Linked DNA regions of Mus musculus: region 2 is linked to region 1. Evidence: chromatin contacts called from public targeted proximity ligation data. All regions are on one chromosome and are shown on one strand. The core of a region is the stretch at or near the end of the contact, and the rest is flanking DNA. Distances in the headings are between cores, read along the strand shown. Region 1 holds the start of Tmem151a (transmembrane protein 151A). Region 2 holds the start of Ehd1 (EH-domain containing 1).

Evidence for each region.
Region 2: a targeted proximity ligation map of pancreatic cancer cells shows a contact between it and region 1. A contact is called at or near these places in 3 of 39 promoter capture datasets (the SN4741 cell line and liver), 1 of 484 Hi-C or Micro-C datasets (B cells) and 2 of 130 datasets of targeted methods (kidney and pancreatic cancer cells).

What each region holds. Positions count from the first base shown.
Region 1 is chr19:5,080,614-5,087,062 of GRCm38.p6, reverse strand. It overlaps Tmem151a (transmembrane protein 151A), which reads left to right and starts at 1,572. Exons shown (of 2, transcript NM_001001885.2): 1 at 1,572-1,765; 2 at 3,962-6,449. The coding sequence starts at 1,691. The coding sequence ends at 5,293.
Region 2 is chr19:6,274,763-6,280,296 of GRCm38.p6, reverse strand. It overlaps Ehd1 (EH-domain containing 1), which reads right to left and starts at 3,401. Exons shown (of 5, transcript NM_010119.5): 1 at 2,919-3,401. The coding sequence starts at 3,322. Gm14963 (predicted gene 14963) reads left to right here and starts at 3,719. Exons shown (of 2, transcript NR_168273.1): 1 at 3,719-4,004.

The sequences.
Region 1 (6,449 bases), core at 323-2,822:
ATACAGCTATTGTGTATTGTATATATAAAATAAATAAATAAATCTTGCCAGTTGTGGATGCGTACGCCGGTAGGATTTGGTGAAGGAGGCAGAGGCAGGAGGATCACGAGTTCAAGGCCAGCCTACAAAATCACGAGTTCGAGGTCTACAAAATAGTTCCAGGACAACCAGGGCTATACAGAGAAACCCTGTCTCAGAAAAAAAAAAAAAAAAAAACAACCAACCAAACAAACAAACAATCAAAAAAACCCAGAGGTCCTGACTTCAATTCCCAGAAACCACATGGTGGCTCACAACCATCTGTAATGGGATCTGATGCCCTCTTCTGGCATGCAGGTGTACGTGCAGATAGAGCACTCATACATAAAATAAATACACCTTTAAAAAATAAAAATAAAAGGGGGGATCACTTTAGCCCTTACAGAGGGACAAAGGGAACGGAGGCTTGACCATGGCCCAGAGTGATGGCTAGAGTCTGGGTTCTAAACCCCTCTTTAATCAGATTTTCCCTGAATATTTTCCATGAGGACAGGAACTATGTCATTCCTAACACCTATCTATGTCTTCCTAGTGCCCAGGCACACTAACTACATATAGACAATAGCCAGAAAACATTTAGGCCCAATAAGTAAACAAATGGGTGCGGTTGGAGAGATGGTCGCTCTTCCAAAGGACCTGCTTAGATTCCCATTATTCACTCAGCAGCTCACAACCATCTATCATTCCAGTTCCAGGGGATCGAACACCCTCCTCTGCCCTCTGTGGGCACTGCTTGTATGTGGTGTACAGACAAACATACAGGCAAAACACATATAAAATAAAATAGTAATTTTAAAAGTAAACACAAAATAAGCAAAGATGGAGGACAGTGAAATATACTTTTAGTCCCAGCTCAGGAGGCAGAGGTAGGTGAATCTCTGAATTTGAGGCCTCTGAAATGTGAGAAACCAGCCCCGTGAGCTATACACACCTGAGAAAAGGGTGTCCCATGCAGGGCAAACCTATCACACACACACCCCGCCCCCGCCTGGCCTAAACATGCTAGTGACTTTAATCCAACATATTATCATTCCCATTTCTCAGATAGAAAGGCTGAGTTTATGGCTTGAACATGCTGGTCAAAAGTCGCGCAGCCTAGAGTTCCTGGTGCCCTGGCTCCAGCCCACCAGCCTGTAATCCAGCAGATGAGACTGTCTTTCCCTTCTGGGTATTAACTGTCAACAAGCAAAGCTTATGGGGTGAAGTCTGGGTGGGCTTAGTGCTGGGCCTATTCCCTAGAGAGGAACCTGCGGACGTCCACCCACCATGGCCGTCTTCATTACTCAGTTGGGGAGACTCGGGTGCCGCAGAGCAAGGACTCGCCCAAGGTCGCAAGCGCGAGCGCGGCTAGAGAAACCAGGCGTCCGGCGGTCCAGACTGGGCTTCCCACAGGCGAGGGGGTGGAGATGGGGTGTGCCCGCGGTGCCAGGCGCGGCCAGCGGCGCCACCGGTGCTGCGGGGGCGGGGTCAGCGGAGGGCGGGGCGCCGGGCACCGCGGCCGCCAACGCCGCCGCGCTCGGGCTGGGCTCCGCGCACTCTTCAGCGGCCGCCGAGCCGAGCGGACGCCCCTCGGGGCCGCACCGCAGCCCCCCCGCACCCCTGCTTATCATGCCCCGAGCCAGGGCCTGGCAGCCGAAGCAGCCAGGACACCATGCCGGAGGGCGAAGGTGGAGACTGCGGGGAGGTGCCCGCGCTCGTTCCGGACGGCGAGCCGCTGCGAGAGGAGGTACCGGGGGCGAGTAGTGGGAAAGAAGCCAGGGCTGTAGAGAGGTGAAGGGGACAAGTAGAGGGGCGATCCCCGGAGAGGGATTGAGGAGGAAAGTCCCGGAGCCCCTCCAGCAATGACGTCATTGGGGAGACAGCGTTCTGGTAGGGGTCGAGGCTTCGGGATCCACGTAGGTCAAGGCAGGAATAGATGGCAGGAATGTAGGGGAGACCCTGACCCTCGACGCCCCCTCAACCATCTTCTCCTGTCCTGTGACGTCAGCCCCTGTGGCCCCCACACGTCCCTGTTCCATAGCGCAGCCGGGGATGCTGTCCGTGACTGCTTGGGCCATGGGGTCAGGCCCCCAGTCCAGCCCAGTTGCTCACGAGGTGTCGGGCGGTGCCTGCAATGCAGTAGCGGTGGCAGGGACTGGAGGTGGGGGAGGGAAAAACGGAAGAGAAAGGAGCGGAGCCTGCTGATACCTTTCTCTCCCCCACCCCCAGGTGAGGACTGAGGGCCCACTCCAGTGGCTGAGATCCCCAGACCCCCTCCCCAGCTCTAGCTAGGAGGATGTGCCAAGTGTAAGATGATAGGTGTGGAAAACAGGGTGGTGTGTGGTCTGCATGTGTGAGCGGATATAAATGCATTTTGTGGTGTGTGTGTGTGTGTGTGTGTGTGTGTGTGTGAAAGAATTCTGGTGATGTGTTCCCTGTGTCTTCAGTAGAAACATATATACCCTGTAGTCAGGTGAGCCTCTGGTGGGTCCCTTGCCTTGGGTCTTCACCCAAGAGTGTGGGTGTGTATGATTTCATGCTGTGCCTCTCTAGTGTGTTGCTAAGTATGGACTGTGGGTGTCAGGTTGCTATAGGGTGGGGTAGGCATGCACTGTGGTCAGGTGAGGGTCTTACATGTCTAGGTGCCAGAGTGTAACATGTATGTGCATATGCCCTGTGCTGATGTGGTCTTGAGTGTGTGGGTGTACCTTGCTACAGCCCTGATGTTTGTTCTCTGAAAATAAGTGAGGTTCTGTTGTTTCTTAATGAGCGATGGTGTTCCTTTGTGGTAGGTGGGTCTATGATGAGCCTGTGTTGGAGGTGTGGATGGGTGGGTGTGTGCCCCTGGCTGGCACAGGTCTAAGTGGCAGAATGCACCTGTAAATTTCATGCACCATGGGACCAGGCTGCTCTGGATGGGTCTGGGGGCCAGTCTCCTCTCCTTTTGGGCCTCTCGAGGTATGGTAGGACTGAGTAGGTGACATTACCCAGACTCCCACTCTATACCCTCCACCTTTTCTCTCCAGTTCCCTTTCCCCTTCCCATTTCCTTCTCTTCTATTGACACCAGAGCTGAGGTAGCCAGGCTGGCAGTTCTACCATGGAGAATATGCCAAGATCTTTGGGTCAAAAAGTACTTTGTGCTGCCCAGCAACTTGTGTCCCACCCCTTCCCTCAGCAGATTAGGGATGGAGGGTGGCCCTCTATCTGCTCCTAGGCCTGAGACTTACACCTCTCCCATTCCTCATCTCCCCCACCCCCACCCCGACTTAACAGCCTCTTCCGAGTCTCCTGCCATCCCTTGTGGAACAGGGGACCAGTGGGAGCCACAGGGTAGCAGCAAAAGTGTTTATTCCCAGGGCCAGACCCTGTGCTAACAAATTCCCACATGTGATCTCTCTGAATCCTCAACAGCCAGGTGTGCAGATGAGAAAACAGGGTTGGAGTAGGTGAGGGGTCCGCCCAAATCACACTGAGAAGAAGGTGTAGAGCTGGGGCTCCTTAGCCTGCACACACACACACACACACACACACACACACACACACACACCACTTCTTACCACATCAGCCTCCTAGATCACCATAACCAAAATCCAGAGGCAGAGAGAGTAAAAATGTAGCCAAATGCACACAGAGGATTAGAGACAGAACAGCAACTGCCAGAAATCAGATTTCTAGGTAGTCATTGGGGGAGGGGGGGCGGGGTCATTTCTTCTCTGTTGGGATCTTATTCGGGTAGGGGGCTGCTAACAGCAGGGCACGGGGCACAGGAGGAGGCAAGCTCATAACAGATAAACAAGGTTTGCTACTGTGAGACTTGCTGCAAAAAAAAAACGCTCAATCAATAGAAGCCTCAGTTTCTTCTTCTGTAAAGTGGGTCCACCTCCTTCCTACTAGTGGTTCCCCACTGACATCTTCCTCTCCTTTCTCTGCCCACCCCGCAGCAGCGGCCCCTGAAGCAGTCCCTGGGAGGCTCTCTGTGTCGAGAGTCTCACTGGAAGTGCCTGCTCCTTACACTGCTCATCCATGCCTGTGGGGCTGTGGTGGCCTGGTGTCGCTTAGCCACTGTGCCCCGCCTGGTCCTGGGGCCTGAGGCAGCCTTGGCTCGTGGGGCTGGCGGTCCACCGCCCACCTACCCAGCCAGTCCCTGCTCGGATGGCTACCTGTACATCCCATTGGCCTTCGTCTCCCTCCTCTACCTCCTCTACCTGGCCGAGTGCTGGCACTGTCATGTGCGGTCATGCCAGGCGCCTCGCACCGATGCCAACACAGTGCTTGCCCTGATCCACCGGCTGCAACAGGCTCCGCCCTGTGTCTGGTGGAAGGCCACCAGCTACCACTACGTGCGCCGCACACGCCAGATCACCCGCTACCGCAATGGGGACGCCTATACCACCACACAGGTCTACCATGAGAGGGCGGACAGTCGCACAGCTCGGGGTGAGTTTGACTACAGTGCACATGGTGTCCGTGACGTCTCTAAGGAGCTCGTGGGCCTGGCAGACCACGCAGCCACGCGGCTGCGTTTCACCAAGTGCTTCAGCTTTGGGAGTGCTGAGGCCGAGGCCTCGTACCTCACGCAGAGGGCCCGCTTCTTCAGTGCCAATGAGGGCCTGGACGACTACCTAGAGGCCCGGGAGGGCATGCATCTGAAGGATGTGGACTTCCGTGAGTCCCTCATGGTCTTTGCAGACCCCCGCAGCCCACCCTGGTATGCCCGAGCCTGGGTCTTCTGGCTGGTGTCTGCAGCCACGCTGTCCTGGCCACTGCGAGTGGTGGCAGCCTATGGGACAGCCCATGTGCACTACCAAGTGGAGAAGCTTTTCGGTGCCAGCTCACCGCCCCCAGGGGCTGTGCCCAGCGGACCACCACTCTCTCGCGTGGCCACCGTGGACTTCACAGAGCTTGAGTGGCACATCTGCTCCAACCGGCAGCTGGTGCCCAGCTACTCGGAGGCTGTGGTTATGGGTGCCAGCTCTGGGGCCTACCTGCGAGGCTGCCAACGCTGCCGCCGCTCGGTCAGCAGCAACTCCCTGCCTCCTGCCCGCCCCAGCGGGCCTCGCCTACCCTTCAGTCGCAGCCGCCTCTCGCTAGGTGCTGGGGGCCGAACCACCCCAGGGGTCTTCCGAAGCTTAAGTGGAGGTCCCTTGGGACGCAGAGGGGAGGACACGGAGCCTCTGGAAAGCCCTCCGTGCTATGAGGACGCCCTTTACTTCCCGGTGCTCATTGTCCACGGAGACAGCGGCTGCCGGGGAGATGGGCAGGGTGCACTCTGAGGTACCCGCTCCTACAGTCCCAGAACACCCCTCTCTTCTCACCATCTCACCACGGGCTTGGATGTCTGATTAACTGTCGGAAACAGGAAAGAAAACAGACCAGCCACGCACAAGGGGTGGGAGTGGAGTGGGATCCTTAGACTGAAATGCGGTGACACATGGTCCTCTGAGGAGGAAGTAAATGCCATCTAAGTTGAGTCTGTGATCTGTCCCCAGCATGGCTCCCCCAACCATCGCCATGTTCCCCTGTGATAGCAGATGATGCTGGGCAGGGAGAGAAGCTTCCAGAAAGACTGGGATGGGGAAGAGACCTGAGCACGGCCGCCTGCCTCTCTGCCACGCTGAGCTACATGTGGGGCCCTCCAGCAACATAGAAGCACAAACTGGTGGCCTGGGACCATGGCCAGCTGGGATTGCTGTCCTGAAGCTGAACAGCTGGCTGTGGCTACCCCATAGCTTGGTCCCCTGCCCACCAGAGTTTCCATCTTCCTCTGCTCCATTCTTTTTGTCTGCCCTCTGGCCTCTGCTCCGGGCAAGTGCCCTGATTATCCCTAGACCCTAAGGTGTGGTTAGTCCCTCCACAGCGCCCAGCTCTCAGAGCACAGACTTGCTCTCTGCCCCCACCTTGGTCTCCCTGGTTCCTGCTGCACCCTCATTACATCCAGCTTTCCTTGTGACCCAGGTTTTCCAACTCTGAGCCCCAGCATCCTAAAATTCATATCTGCCTCTGTCAGCCACGCAGCACCTTGTCTCCACCATCCCTCCGGGCTTCTCTGCTCTTCACCTTCTGCGTGATCCACAGGATGCAGGACTACAGGGCATCCGAGGGGCTCTGCCTTGGCCACAGCCTCTTGGACGATGCCCTGGTTGCCTTGAAGGCCCCTGCTTCTCCCATTCATGGAGCCTGTCCAGGGGACACCATCCCTCCCTAGGGAGAACAGACTAGTCCCTTCCCTTCCAACTGGGGATTCCACCCCCTCTCAGGGGCTGGCGGGGGAGGGAAGAGACAGAGAAAATTAAATAAAGTTATGAAACGGGAGAGGTTTCACACGTGTGTTCCTGGGTGATGGGTCCAAGGCCACTGAGTACAGAGTCAGGTGTAATGGTGGGCTCAGGGAGGAGACCCAGAGGTAGCGTCTAGTATTCAGACACACAG
Region 2 (5,534 bases), core at 2,152-4,651, 1.2 Mb before region 1:
GTGGGCCCCAGGGTGTACCGGGATCTCTTCTTTTTGCTACCCTACTCCAACCCCTGTGCTGGGATTACAGGCTTGCAAAAACAGTTCCAGTATGTACAATATTTAAAGGGTGCTGGAACTCTGAACTCAGGTCTTCACCTTCCCACTGAGCATGCCCACAGTCCCTGCTGCTGGAGCCAGCTGCTTGAAGCTGCAATGAGCCAGCAGTAGTCAGCGCTGTGGAAGGGGTACAGACACACCACTCTTTCAAAGTCAAAACCAGCCTAGGAAGAGAAAGCCAACAGAGGGATATTAGTGAACCCTGGGTAAGGGCTTAGCTGCATATCAGAGTTCCATGTTGAGCTAGGAGTTTAGCAGAACAGCTCAGAGCAGCTATCAGCTGATGTAAAGGGTGGGGTTCTTTAGTGGACAGAGAAAGGGCTCCTTTAAAAAGCTCTCTGAGCAAAGAAAATACAGACGCAAGGTCTGCCAGATACAGGCTTAAAACTGGGCTTTCCCCAGTGGGGAGCAAGTAAGTGAGTGTCTCCTGTGGCTCCACACCCCAAGTTATGATGGTGAGTCTCCCCATGGGCCGGGGACAGCAGGCCAAAGGGAAAAAAAGCACTGTGTCCAAGTGTAGCAGAGCCCAGTGCTGTAAGTCACTGCACACCACACCTCAATTCCCCTTGCCTGGGAAGAAATCCTCTACTCAATGGAGAGAGAGTGAAAGAAAGCCAGAGTGGAAGTGGAGCTGGCGCTGAGAAGTAACAGACACAAAGAGGTCCCATAGGCACATCTGCAGGTCCATGAGAACCCACTACTCCGCAAGGCCCGGTAAGGGGACCACAAGAAAGGCAAGAGGCTGTAAGGATGTCTCCCTAGGAACAGGGATGGGGAGTTGAGTCCTTAGGACTAGTGGGTGGGTCCAGCTAAGCAAGCAGGGGCGTTCACAAACCCCTTTTGGGATTGCTTTATGCCTGTCTCCATTTGTTCCTCTCACTATCTCTGAGCAGCCCTGGGGGGGGGGGGCTAATAAATCAAGTTCATGACTCAATGGGTCCCTTTAAGAGTTCCAGGAAAAGCTGTATCAGCCAGAGAAAAGCCCCCTTTGTTGTGCCCTCCCTGGCCAGAGGCACATCCTGACACAGCTCCGGTCTTGGACTTCACCAGCATTTAGAGACCCTCTGGAATTGGTGGTGGCAAGAAGGAAATGGATGTATAGTTCTTGGATCCCTGTACCCCAGGCCAGACCTCCTAAGTTGTTTCTTTTGGGAGGACAGAGGTAGTAGTGAGTGTACAGGGTACACAGCCTTATTAACCTTGACAGTTCAGCAGGACCTAGGATTCATGAGTTACTGAGTGAGCTGGGGGCTACTGGGATGGTGTGGGCGGTCCTCTAGCCCTTTAAGTTCTGAATTTCCACAGGTGGGAAACTGAGAAGGTGCCAAGTTCCTCATTTCACAAGAGGTCTGCCCTCACAGTGAGGTGAAGACAGAGGAAGGCAGCAGCAGTTGGAACAGCAAGTCTTCCAGTCTCTCCTGAGGCAGAGACCTAAAGCATGAACGAACTCCTTAGCCCAGCAGCCAAACTTCTCTCAAGACCAAAGGCTCCCACCAACTGCAATCTGAGCCAATGGCCTACCTACAGGGGCGGCAAAGCTCAAACATCCTTAGGCAAAGGCTCCAGGCTAAGGGGACTTGAGCATAGTATACAACCCAGGCTGTCAAGCACACACCATTATCATAAAACAAGATAGGCTGAAATTGCCTAGAAGGGACAAAAGGACGTTAAAGATCAGCTCCTTGAAAGGAGGCAGGCCTGGCAGCAAGCTTGCTCTAGAACAAGCTGGCCCGCCCTGTTGGGCCGGACAGTGTCTACAGAGGAATGTGCTCACACAGGGCGGAGACCTGGAAAGCAGGATTCACATTCTTTCCAAGGCTGTTCCCCTAGGCAGAATGCAGAAGTCGAAAGGCATGTAGAGTCACTCCTTGAAAGAGGGAGCAGAGAGGGCAGGGTCTGTGAGTCCTGTCATACCTCCTGTGGGAGGAGTCTGGGATGCCCCAATGCCCTTAAAGATCCTGGGTGTTAAGAGCTCCTCAGGCAGGCCACTGTGATTCATTCATAGCATCCTGAGGGGCTGACTCTAACTCACCGGGAACTGGTTAAGCTGAGACTCCAGGAGACACACGAAGTCTATCCAATCTATCCTAGACTATGGGTCTGGTCATTTCAGGAGCCACAGTGTTACCACCCCCTGAAGTCCCTGAAGTCTCCTGAGGCAACACTGACTTAAGCTTTTTTTGTTTTGTTGTGTTTGAGACAGGGTTGTCTCCTGTACTCCTGGCTGGTTTGGCATTCACGTAAGTGCTGCTTTTAGGAGGGGTGTTGGGACTCCTTCATCCCCTGCCTTCAAAGGGGGCTGCCCCCAAATCAGCAGACCAAAGCATAGCCTCCGCGCCCTTCCTACACAAAACCACTGGTCCCTGGAGATGTGACGCAGAGAGTGACACACTAGCAAAAGGAACATCTAAGTCTCGAGGTTTCCCAGGACACACACTTTAAAAACGGACCCCAGAGGAGGAGGGGGATTCATGAGAATGAGCTGGGTGCCTCCAGAATGAGGAACAAGAAAGGGGGGACAGCAATGGTTCATCTTCTCACAGCAGCCCCCCGCTCTGTGGGAAGTAGGTCTGGGGTCTGCAGGAGGATGTGAGAGTTAAACTGAAAACCTGGAAGGTTCTGGGAATGACAGAAGCCAGAAGAGTGGACGATGCCTAGTCTCTAACTTCTCTCGGGTAGTTAGTGGGACGCAGCAAAGCCGGTGTCCCTGGGAGTGGTCGCCTAGGGTCTGGCGGGGGCTCTCGGAGACAAAGGCCGGCTGGGGGCAATGGCTCCGGAGGCCTTTGGTATCCTCGCGCTGGGGGGCAAGGGGTGGGTACCTGTTGAGGAAGGCGTTGCCGAAGGCGTTGAGCTTGCGGAAGGGGCGCCGCGGGTCCACGACGAGCGCGTTGCCGGGCACCACGCCCTCGGTGGGGCCGTGCATGACCGCGATGAAGGAGTCGGTGGTGGGCTCCGGCCCGATGCGCATCCCCGGGAAGTCCTGCTCGATCAGGTGGCGGATGAAGGTGGTCTTGCCGGTGCTGTACTGGCCGACCAGGAGCACCATCGGCTTGTTGTCGAAGTCAGCGTCCTCCAGCGCGGGCGAGTGGAACTCGTGGAAGCGATAGTGCTCCTCCAGCGGCAGCAGCTTCTGCGCGTACAGCTGCCGCAGCCCCTCGGCCACCGTCTGGAAGAGCTCCGGCTCCTTCTTGCGGCGGGCATCCTTGCTCACCCAGCTGAACATGATGCCGGAGACGGGGCTGGCTGCTACAGGACGGAGCGGTGGCTGAGCGGGACTGGGGCGCGCGGCCGAGGAGGGGCCGGCCGGCCGGCGGAGGGCAGAGGGGCAGGGGGCGGGGCGCTGCCCGCACCGCGCAGGCGCAGGCTCGAGGGCCGGCGTGAGGACCACGACAGCGCCCTCTGCCGAGGGTCGCGCGAACCTCGTCGAGCCGCCCCTTTATAATAAGCCGGAGCCCGGCGTTCCCGCACGCTGGCCGCCGCCTCGAGGCTGGCCCGAGAGGAGGCGGGGGAAGAGCCCTCCAGGCCCCGCCCCATTCGCGTGCCACGTCCTCTTCTGCTTCCCATTAGCTGATTTCAAATATCGCGAGCTCGTGGCTGCGGTGCCTTGGCAACCGCACCTGTTTTGCTCCGCCCCTCGAGGGATGGCTCGTGGAAGTGTGGCGGTCGCGGGTGCCAGAGTCTGGCGTCGAGATGTACTAAGTCTGAGCACCATCTAGCACGTGTGGGCTTCCGGACACCCCCAAGTACTTCAGCTGCGCTCCCCAACTGCAGTGTTTCCGCTGGCTAGGAACTCCCAAAAGCATCGGGAGCCTCACCCTTTGGTCTTTTAGCGACTCTGGAGAGGGACAGGACAGCGGGAATAGGGAAAGCCGAGGGAGTACAGGACACCGGGAAGAGGAATATCGGTAAGGAAGGAGGAAGAGTGCGCTGGGACTCCACTCAGACTGATGGGAGAGGGACACGGCAATGGAAACAATTGACGTGACCTAGCGGGGAGTTTTCACCAAGGCGGTGCCAGCTGCGGAATGGGGTAAAAAGTTGCAGCTTTCTGGCTAGATGAGTTTGGAGGAAGTGAAATCGGAAATACCCTTTGTAAGGAAGAGGGGCAGTGTTGAGCAACAATGAAATGTTGTGGGAACTTAGGGGAAATTAAAAGCCCCAAAATTTCCGCTTTCCTGTCAGGGACACCACCAGTACCATCTCTTGTTCCGTTCTGAGTCCCAACCTGTTTCCAGTTGGTAGCTGTTCCCCACCATCATACCTGGCCACACCTAAGCCCCCTTGGCTGTGTCTGCTGGTGTCTAGTGGGTGATGTCAGAGATTTGGGGACTATGATTGTTAGGTAACTAATATCAGGTCACCCAAGTGGCAGGAGGATCTAAGGGCCATTGGAGAAGTCTAAAAGGCACCGGAGGAGTTGTTTAGCACACAGTTGTGGTCTCAACTGTTTGGAAAGGTTGGAGGATCACTTGAACCCATCGATTTGAGGCCAGCCTCGACAACAGACGCTGTCTTAAAAGAAAAAAAAAAAAAGACAAAATATTTATCGATGAGGCTAAATTCATAGCTTAGTGGTAGAAGCACTTGCTTAGCGTGCACAAGCCAGTAGGGCCCATCCCCAACAGCACTAGAGCCAACAGAAAATCATGGGAACTTGAAAGCCTTGGATCCCACTTGAAAACTTTGATTTGGAAGCCTGTGAGCTAGACACCTATGTGGGGTTAGGCGGGGAGAAAACAGTGGGATCTCACAGGAAGAAAGAGCCGTGTGTATATTGAGGGATCTCAGTCAAGTGGGATCCAGAGAAGGCAAGGTGGGAAGGTTCAGAGATCATTGCCAGAGACAAGCAAATCCCAGCCTGCCTGCAGGCTCTGGGCCAGGCTTCTTCTTTGATCTGGAGTTTCTCCTTTTTTGTGTGGTGGGGGGGGTATTGTGAGTGTGCCATTTGGTGAGTGTGCTATGGGGGTGTGAGTGTGCTATGGGGGGGTGGGATGAGTGTGCTATGGGGGGGTGAGTATGCTATGGGGGGGTGAGTGTGCCATGGGGAGGCAAGTGTACTTTGGTGGAGGGGGTGAGTGTGCCACGGGGGGGAGGGGGATGAGTGTGCCATGGGGGAGTCAAGTGTACCATGGTGGAGGGGGTGAGTGTGCCATGGGGGAGTCAAGTGTACCATGGTGGAGGGGTTGAGTGTGCCATGATACAAGTCAGAAGACAACTTTCTGGAGTTCCCTGTTGAGGCTAGACTTTGATTCTTCCTCCCAGCCCCATGCTCCCAGGAATAAGACTCAGACTAATAATGTATTTACAAAGATCTAGGCCATAAGCTAGGCTCTTCTCTGACTAGATCATAGCTAAATAGAACCCATTTATAGTAACCTACATTCTGCCTTGGCTGGTTACCTGTGCTCAGGTAGCATGCTCCTTACATCTTCCTG